Linked DNA regions of Sus scrofa: region 1 is linked to region 2. The links are chromatin contacts, called in public promoter capture Hi-C maps. All regions are on one chromosome and are shown on one strand. Each heading gives the region's core, a stretch centred on a gene start, on an enhancer-like site or on the middle of the called end of the contact. The rest is flanking DNA. Distances are from core to core; before and after follow the strand shown.

Region 1 (4,816 bases), core at 1,300-3,799, 110 kb before region 2:
CAGCAGAAACAAATCCGACTAGTATCCATGAGGACGCAGGTTCTGTCCCTGGCCTCGCTCAGTGGGTTAAGGGTCCGGCTGTGAGCTGTGGTGTAGGTCACAGATGCGGCCCAGATCTGGCATTACTATGGCTGTGGTGCAGGTCGGCAGCTACAGTACAATTCGACCCCTAGCCTGGGAACCTCCATCTGCCATAGGTGTGGTCCTAAAAAGACAAAAAGGCAAAAAAAAGAATAGACCTGAACTCCACCTTGTACTAACCTTGTGCAGGAGAGCAGGGCTGCACATCCCCAATTCACAGATGGGGAGACTGAGGCAAACAGGGAGAAGCAATTTGCCAGGATGCCCTGGGGACAGTGTGGCAGGGCTAGAACCAGAACCTGAGGCTCCAGACTCCCGGAGGGGCTTTTCTAGGGGTGGACAGACCATGGCACCATGCCTCTCCATCTCTCTGACAGCCCCTGGCAGGCCAGATGCCAGAGGAGAGAAAAGCAGCCCCCTGTCCACCTGCAACCATTTCTGGTGCTGGCCCATCTTCTGGTTGCGGGGGGGGGGGGGAAGGAATGGAGGAGCAGCCGCTGAGGCCTGAGAGCCCAACTACTGGGTCGGAACAGCCGGCCAGGCCCCCCGATGGCCGTCTGGCCAAGACTATGCCTGAGGCAGCTCTGGCCTTGGTCCAGGACTCCTCCTGAAATGCCTCCACTCCTTGGTCAGGCAGAGGGGGTGTTTGTGGGCCTGGGAAGGGAGGCACAGGAGAGGCAATGGAGCGGGGCCTCACCCACCCCTCCCCAAGCCGAGTTGTTCAGGAGGCTCTGCAGGAACTCGTGAAGTGCTGGGGTTGGATTCTGAGGCAGCTGGCTTGGTCTAGGAGGAGGGATGAGGGGCTCACGAGGGCGGGGGGGGGGTGAGAGCCCCCGCCTCCCTGGGCCTGCCTCTCCGCCCACGCACCCCCTTCTCCTCCTGTGCCAGCGAGGGCTTCGGCCACCTGGAGGAAGATGAGGGAGACAAGGCCGGGCTGTGGAGGCGCGCGGGGCAGGGTGGATTTGCTGGCCTGCCCTCCAGATGTGAGTCATTTCTGGTCTGCATCTTCCTCCTTGTTCAGTGCTGGCAATTTCGGAAGGGGGATGGTGATATGCAGAAGGAGGCCCCACGGGTAACTCCTTTAGCAAGCCCCCACCTTGCCCAGGGCTCCCCACGCCCCTCTCTCTACCTGCTTTCTGAGGATGAGGTGAGTCCCTCTCCGATCCACCCTCACCTCTGGTGCTATGGCGATTTTCCTGCAGCCTAAATCTGGCCTCAGTATTCACCCTCTCTATAACCTTCTGTGGCTCCCTAGTGCCTTGGGACAAAACAATGCCCCAGTCCTTCAGTGAGGCCCTTCATGATCCAGTTGGCCTCCCAGCCTCGTGCCCCATCTTCCCCAGCACACCCTAAACTCCAGCCATGCCCACATGCTCACTGTTCCCCAGATGTGTGCTTTGTCATTTCTGAGCTTTGGCCCATGCTGCAATGCCAGTCCCTGCTCCATTGTCCATCCTTCGAGACCCACCTTCTTCCTGTTCTGGAGCATCTCACCACTTTGCTCAGAACCAGCGTCATGCTACTTCTCAGGTTCATGGTGAGATTCTGCCCCAACGGTGGGCCACTGAGAGCAAGGACCGAGGAGCAGTAGGGATCAGTAAAGCATCTGCTGACTGGATGGAGAAAGGAAAGGCTGTGCCTGGTGTCAGAGGGAGAGATGTGAGGAGAGCGGACGGGGGTGCACAGCCCAGGGACCCCAACCCCTCATGGCCTGGCTCACCCTGGGCCCTCCCAGGGCTTATCCTCTTAGAGGCCAGAAGCTGTCAGGCGGAGGCCCCTGGAGGATCCCCTGCAGGCCCCTCGGGAGGCTCCAAGCCTGAGGTCTGAGCCCTGAGCCTGGGCGGCAGCCTCAGGCCTGGCACCAGCCCAGTCTTTCTTTAGCCCTTGTGAGGAGCACGAGCAGCAGCAGTAATCCCTGCTTCCGGGGGAGGCCCGGGCGGGGCCGGGGCTCTGTGGTTAATGGTTCTGGGCCCTCCGCAGAGATTGCCCCCCCCAACAGCCGGCCACGCCCTGGCTCCTTCCAGGGAGCAGCCTTGCAAACCCCAGAACTAATTCTTTGAAGGACCCTGCACCCCCTCGGCCACCTTCTCTTAGTACCCCCTGAACTCAGGCAGCTGCCCCTGGCTCTCTTCCCACCAACGCTTGGGTCTAGCTCATCCTCAAACTATTTTCCACTGGTTTCCCCCAATCCCTGCCACAGCACAATTTGGCGGGGGTGCGGGTAGGGAAGGATGAAGCAAAATGGGAGGTGGAGTCTTGATCCTGGGGGAGTGGCTGGGAAGGAATTGGGGGGGGGTCTCCACTCTGATTGGTCACCTCTGCTCCAGAACAGGCTTCAAAATTCCATTGACTCCACCTCCCCGTGGCCCCCATCCCTGTCCTGACTTACAATTGGCTGAGCCCCCAGGGGGCGGGACTCACCGGGGTCTGGTCCAGTTAAAAGGGTGGGAGAGGCCGGCGGCCCTTCTCTCCGGTAGAGTCTTCGGACAGCTGGTGCTGCAGTTGTAGGAACATCCTTGTCTCCTCAGTCATGGCTTGTGTGAGTATGGGGACCCCACCCCAAGGCCCAGGGATGGCGTGGGGCAGACAGCCGGGGCAGAGTGAAGGCAGATCAGGATCTGGGTTCTAGTTCCTAGGGCGTGGCCTTGAACAAAGTGTCTTCTCTTTTCTGGGCCTCAGTGGCCGCGTCTGTGAAATGGGGGTGGGCGCTATGGTCTCCCGAAGTCTTCTCTGGCTTAAGAATTTTCTGGATTCCTCCAGGGTCTGACAGCACAGTATTTCTGCCCATTTCTGACATCCCGCAGTAATCTGAGAAGTGGGAGTGGGAAGGGTGTGGCCGGCTGGAGATGGGGGCTGGTGTATTTTGATGGCGCCCAGGCCACTGTCCCTTCCCCCTCTTACACCCCAGAGAGCCTCCTGTCCCCTCCCCCCTGCAGCTGTCCCCAGCCACTGGGCCAGGGCAGAGTCACCCTCTGCTCCAGAGAGCTCTGAAAAGTCGCCAGGACCTGAGCCAGGCTGCCCAGAGGGAGCTTGCCTGGGTTAGCCGGGGGAGGGTGGGTCTGTCCCCGCAGGTCAGGTGGGGGCTGGGGGAATTCCCCACCACCCATTTCCCCCAAGCTAGGAGGTGGGTGTGTGTGATAAAAGAGTGGGAAGGAAGCAAGAATGTTCTCCAGGCCCCCCCGGGGGGGGAGGGGTTACGTTTCTGGCTGAAGGAACCACTCACACCAGTTAAGTTGTAGGCTTGATCTCGTTAACCCTGAGCCAGCCAGGCTTCAGACTCCAGCCCTAGGCTACTCTCCCTTCTTAGAGGGGCCTGGCTGTGCTCCTTAGGGGAGTCGCCTCTCCAGCCTTTGCGCCTCTCTGCACAGAGGCGCCCGAAGGGCGTGGTGGGGGACGAAGGGCGTGGTGGGGGGCGGCCCAGGTCTCCTCCTCTCCAGAAGAGGGGCAGACTCACCTTCTTGGTCCCCAACTCGCAATGTGACCCATTCGGCGCCTGGCTCTCTCCATCTATTCAATGGGGTGATGGCGCATAGCACCCCACCTCCCAGGCCACTCTGCATCTAAAATCCCAGGCTGAGCCGCAGAAACTTCTAGATCCTGTCTTCTGAAACCTCAGTCATGTTACACAGAAAAAACTTAATGGTTGAGAGTGGGGAGTTGCCAGGACCACACGGAGAAGGAGAATCTCGAACTTGCAGCCAGGGTCCCCAGGCTTCAGGTCGACCTGGTCAGAGCATCCAGAGTGGGGACGACCCCACCCCACCCACGCCCTTTCTCCCCACTGCGTCCTCTAACCCCGAGGGTGGGGTTTTGTCTGCGCAGGGTCTGGTCGCCAGCAACCTGAATCTCAAACCGGGAGAGTGCCTCAAAGTGCGGGGTGAGGTGGCTCCGGACGCCAAGAGGTGAGGGGGCGACGCGAGGGCTGCGGGCGGTAGGGGCGGGGGCTCCAGCGCCAGGGTCCCGCCCGGCGCTGGCAGGGGGCGTGGCCGGCCTGGCTCCTCCCCCCAGCGGGGCGGGGTTAGTGTCTGCAGCCGCTGAGGCTGCGTCTTCTGGGTGAGTCACTTCTCCCGCGGGGTCTGGACGCCCCTACCACGGTCGCCCCTCTCAAACTAAACCAGCTGCGGCTTCGTCATTGCCTCGGCCGGCCTTCCCCTCCTCCCTGCTGTGGGCGGGGAGAGGGACTGAAAAGGTGTCACCGCCGCTGCCTTCGCTCGGCGGTCTTTTCTGCGCTCTTCGCTCTGCGCCTCGCACTCCTTGGCTCCTTAACTCATCGCTCGGTCGGCCAGCGGGCCTACTTCTCCGCAGCCTCGGACCAGTCCACCAACCGCCCTGAGCCTCGTGTACTAATCAGCTAATGGAGGCGGGAGGTGTTTCAGTGGAGGTGAGATGCTGGATCCTCAGTGAAGATGAGGACCAGCAGACGGTAGAAAGAGCCGCGCACTTCATACGCTCCGGGCATTTCATTCCTTACCAAACCCTCAGAGGTAGGCGTTGCCTTACCTCCGCTCAGCAAATGTATTATCATTATTCCATCCTTCGCCCTACAGTTGTTTTCTGTTTGTTTTACGGGGGCCCATTAAGACAAAGTTCCTGGGCTAGGGGTTGAATCAGCTGCAGCCGCAGATCCGAGCCGCGTCTGTGACCTATGCCACAGCTTGCGGCAACACGGGATCCTTAACCCACGTAGTGAGGCCAGGGATTGAACCCAAATACCCAACTCCTCACAGACACTATG
Region 2 (4,658 bases), core at 2,114-4,613:
TCCCTCTCTGACCACCTTCCTTAAAATTAAAAACAGCCCCCTCCCAGCACTGTCTGTTAGCTCCCCCTTACTGTGCTCTAATTTGGTCTTTGCAATTATGGCTTTTTCCACACACACTATATAATGGACTTTTTAATTTAGTCTATTGCTTATCTACTGTCTCCACTAGAATGTCAGCTCCACAAGGGCAAGGATCTCTTGTCTCTCATTCACAGCCCTATCCCAGTGTGTGGCACCTATAAACGAATACCTTAGAGTTCCAAAAACCAGAATGAGCAATGTCAGCAGTGGGAAAGTCATTGGCTTGGGCTCGGTCACCTGTCACTGTCCCCCAGGCCGACCCACCTTGGACAAGTCATTTAGCCATCTTAGATCTCCGCTCTGAAAAGTGGAACTGTTACGTGTAGGCTGGCACAGTCACACATGCATATTGGTAAAAACATGACCCCTGGCATTCTAGTGCGATTTATGCTTTTCTGTATAGGATTTCACTTCACCCGCACATGAACCCCAGAGGTTGGGAGAACCCCTTCCTGACAAGTAAAAACACTGAGGCCTTTTTTGACAAGTGAAAAAAACAGCCGGGAGTCCTGGGCCCCTCCCTAAACGAATGGATGGGCTCTGTCTGACCCCTTCCCCATGCTCCAGGCAGGTGGCAGAGCAGGGCTGGCCACTGAGGGACTACATTTCCCAGGAGGAATTGCCTGCAGCTCCTCAGGCAATTTTAAAGGGCTCGCGTTAAATGGGGCAGAGGGAGTTCTGCCGTCTGCTGGCCAGTAAACGGCTTGGAGCTTGGTGGGTACCCGAGAACATCCCGGCAAGGTGCGGGTGGGGCCGGCCCCAGTCTAGACGCCCCCCCCAGGCCCTGCAGTGTCAGTGAGGTAAGGTGAGGCCAAGCCAAGCTCTTCGTGCCCACCTCGGCCTCAGACCCTACACCCAACTCAGGGAGAGCCCCTCCCAGCAGCGCCCCCCTCCCCTCCATCTCCTCCAAGTCTCCAGAACCGGGTGGGGAGGAGGAGGGCGGTGAATCTCGCTGCCTGGGGGCTGAAGGGCTGTCCGCCGGCAGTAAAGCCCCGAGACCCCGAGACCCCGAGGCGACCCCTCCTCCCTTTTCCAGCTTCCGTTCCGGGAGAGAATTCACAGGTTGCTGGGAGGGCGGGGATGCAGGCAGTGAGAGCTACAAAAAGAAGCGAAGGTCTTGGGGCGCCGTGAGCCCCCACTTCCATCCCTCCTAGTCCCGTGACCTCCACGGTAAAATGAGGGTGATGGGGGCAGTGATTGCACGGCTGCCTCCCCAGGTGGGAGGAGCCAAGGATCAAGAAACGGAGAGTGCTGTGCAAATAAAATTATTTGCTCATCGTGCCACCGCAGTCATCCAGTCCTTATTCTTTAGACACGCGGGGACCTGGGATTGGGGGCGGGGGTGACCTGTCTGTGGAAGCACAGTGGGGAACATCTCGGAACCTGGGGCTGTTCTTTGTGGATGCCTATTTTTCCCATCTAGGTCTTAGTGGGAACCAGAATTGTCTTTGGAAAATAACCCAAACAAACCCACCGGAATGTTGTGTTTTCAAATCTGGAAACTTCGGGGTGATTGACATCAGCCAAAGGAGAAGGTTGACCTTTTGAACTACCCTGGCCCTTCTGTGCCACTGAGATAAGCTGTGAGGTGGGGGGAGAGGAATCCTCTACCGATACCGAGTCTCAGGACTCCCCCTCCCCCTTCCCAATCATCTGGATTAATCCATCCCTTGATGTGGGGGGGGAACCCATTAATGTCCCTGGTCTCAGAGACTGGCAAGTCCCGAAGAGACACGCCCCCCACACACCTTCCAATCCCCCCATCTAAACCCTCCAACCCCTGACCCCCTCCCCTCCTCCACAGCGGCTGTCTGCAAACAGCTCTGGGGGACTAAACCCGAGAGAGCCACCTTCAGTGTTTTGACCTGCTGTAAACCCCCACTACCAGGGTATTGTTTAAGCGGAAGAGTGAGGGGCCTCTGCTTAGGAAATAAAAGCAGGTTGTTGCGAGAAGGGGCTCAGGGAGCCAGGCCTGAGCATCCCGGCATCTCAACCTAGGACCCCTGCCAAGGGGGAGCCGCACGCAAGTAGGACATCCGTCGCAGACGAGGGGTCTCAGGAACTCGGGGGTCCTATCTGCTAGCCTCTGGACCCCTAAAGCCCCTCAGAGCCCCCAAGACTCCTTAGGAGCCGTGGCACCCCTGGTTTTCCTCATCTGTACCTGCCAAGCAGTGGGGGGGGGAAGAAGTGTACATTGTAACAAAGACACTGCATCTTCCCAGCAAAATGGCGGTGGTCCCGGCCACAGCTCTCTGAACAACTGCCACTCTCTGAGGATTAGTCAGGACTCAGGAACAGGACCCCCTCCTCGACCTCCCTCCCTGGAGCCCCGTTTCCCCAAGCTCCCAAAGCTCTCAGGGCCTCTCCTCATCCCCGGGGCCCCTGAGACAGTCTTTGGTTAGAGCCTGCGGGGCAGCTCCTTCACTGTGAACCGCCCCCCCTCATTGCCTTCAAGGAGCCCTGGGAGGGAGCCTGGACCCCCCCAGCTGGGCCCTAGGCGTGGGGGGCAGCGAACTCTGTCTCATGACACCCCCAAACTCCTGGGCTGAGGAAGGACTACAAATGAATTCCCGGCTAGGATATATGGGGGATGTGGGGGGTCTTTGAGGAGAGGGGGTGACTCGGAAGACCCTTCGTCACTCCCTCAGGGGACCCAGGCAGCACGGGGGGTCTGGCTTCAGGACAGAACCCCGACGCAGAGGTCAGGGGGCGCGGTGGGGGAGAGGAGACCGAGGAGGGGGCAGGGACAAAGTTTGAAAGTGCCCTTCCAACTCTTCCAGGGAAAGTTTGCCTGGGGGCCCCAAGGACAGAGAGAAGGTAGAGGTGCGGGTGGGCCCGGTAGCGGGATGACCCCCGAGAGGTGATCGGACCCTGGGGGAGCGACCCCTCCCCCCTGTCCCGGCTCGGCCCGGCTGGGAGTCGCCCGGCTCGGGGCCGCGTGTGTTAGTTGGGGCCGCTTTCCGGCCGCTCCGCCGGGCTGGGGGGTCCCGCCGCGGGCCGGGAGCGGGGCCCCCGGTAGCCCCAGGGGGGAGCTTTGCTACGGGGGGTTTCCCGCACCGGGGCGCCCCGGCCCCGCAGAGCCAGCCCCCCGCAAAGGGGAAATGTGCCGGCGCGCCGGCGGTCCTCGGCGCCGTTTGGGGCGCGTGGCGGGCGCGGGGGGCGGCGGCCGGGCCGGCGGGACGCCCGGCGGGGGAGCCCAGGGAGCCAGGCAGCGGCCCTGGGCGGCGGCGGGGGCGGGAAGGCCCGGGCCGGGGGGAAAGGTCGGATTTGCTCGGCAGAAGAAACACAGATGGCGGCGGCGCGGCGCCATTCCGGGCCCGGAGCAGGCAGCCAGCAGCCCTGTCCTCACCGCGGTCCGCCCGCCGCCGCTAAATACCCGGATGCGCCGCCCGAGCGCCAGACGCGGAGCTGGGAAAAGGGAGGCAGAGGAGGCGGAGGCGGAGGCAGAGCCGGGCGCTGAGACCGACCGACAGACCCGCGGGGCCGGGCCACGCAGAGCCGGCCCAGCGAGTGCCCCCCCTCCCCGCGACCCGAGCCAGGTCCGAGAGGCGGCCCCCGGCCTGGCCTGGGAGCCAGGAGCGCCCAGAGCAGATCCCGAATCAGGCTTCCCTCGGCCTCCGACGAGGGCTGGCCCTTTGGAAGGCGCCTTCTTCAACACAGGACCAGGCAGGCCACCATGACCGAGAACTCCACGTCCACCCCGGCGGCCAAGCCCAAGCGGGCCAAGGCCTCCAAGAAGTCCACAGACCACCCCAAGTATTCAGACATGATCGTGGCTGCCATCCAGGCAGAGAAGAACCGCGCTGGCTCCTCGCGCCAGTCCATCCAGAAGTACATCAAGAGCCACTACAAGGTGGGTGAGAACGCCGACTCCCAGATCAAGTTGTCCATCAAGCGCTTGGTCACCACCGGGGTCCTCAAGCAGACCAAAGGGGTGGGTGCCTCGGGGTCTTTCCGCCTGGCCAAGAGCGACGAGCCCAAGAGGTCAGTGGCCTTCAAGAAGACGAAGAAGGAAGTCAAGAAGGTGGCCACGCCAAAGAAGACGGCCAAGCCCAAGAAGGCTGCCTCCAAAGCCCCAAGCAAGAAGCCCAAAGCAACCCCGGTCAAGAAGGCCAAGAAGAAGCCGGCTGCCACGCCCAAGAAAGCCAAAAAACCCAAGACTGTCAAAGCCAAACCAGTCAAGGCATCCAAGCCTAAGAAGGCCAAACCAGTGAAGCCCAAAGCGAAGTCCAGTGCCAAGAGGGCCGGCAAGAAGAAGTGACAATGAGGCTTTTCTTGTGGACACTCCTGCCTGTCTCCTGTTTTCTGTAAATACTTTTTTCTTCTCACTTGATCCTCATCTGCAACCCTTTGCCCCTTCCTCGTCTGACTTTATAAAGAGACAGAATTTGGATTCCTCAGAAATTAGGGAATAATTCATTTCTCTTGAAGCAGTCATGCAAGGACAGCAACGACAAATCTCTGTAATGATGTACTTCTATTTTGTTTTGTTAATTTGTCATTAATCTACTTATGGTTTGGGGGATTTGGGTGGGTTTGTGTGTTTTGTTCAGTTGGATGGTTGATTCATTCGGAAG

The links. Promoter capture Hi-C pulls out the DNA fragments that hold promoters and counts their contacts.
Region 1: a promoter capture Hi-C map of fetal liver shows a contact between it and region 2, with 4 times the contacts expected there. The contact joins the promoter of LGALS1 here to the promoter of LOC100510904 in region 2. A contact is called at or near these places in 3 of 5 promoter capture datasets (fetal liver, fetal skeletal muscle and liver), 19 of 47 Hi-C or Micro-C datasets (blood, brain, embryonic fibroblasts and 12 more) and 2 of 2 datasets of contacts at active chromatin or transcription factors (alveolar macrophages and skeletal muscle).

Annotation. Positions count from the first base shown.
Region 1 is chr5:10,150,247-10,155,062 of Sscrofa11.1, reverse strand. LGALS1 (galectin 1) reads left to right here and starts at 2,549. Exons shown (of 4, transcript NM_001001867.1): 1 at 2,549-2,620; 2 at 3,904-3,983. The coding sequence starts at 2,612. It overlaps LOC110260647 (a long non-coding RNA gene), which reads right to left and starts at 3,897. Exons shown (of 2, transcript XR_002343904.1): 1 at 3,536-3,897; 2 at 980-2,889.
Region 2 is chr5:10,039,947-10,044,604 of Sscrofa11.1, reverse strand. It overlaps LOC100510904 (histone H1.0), which reads left to right and starts at 3,363. Exons shown (of 1, transcript XM_003126037.4): 1 at 3,363-4,658. The coding sequence starts at 3,758. The coding sequence ends at 4,342.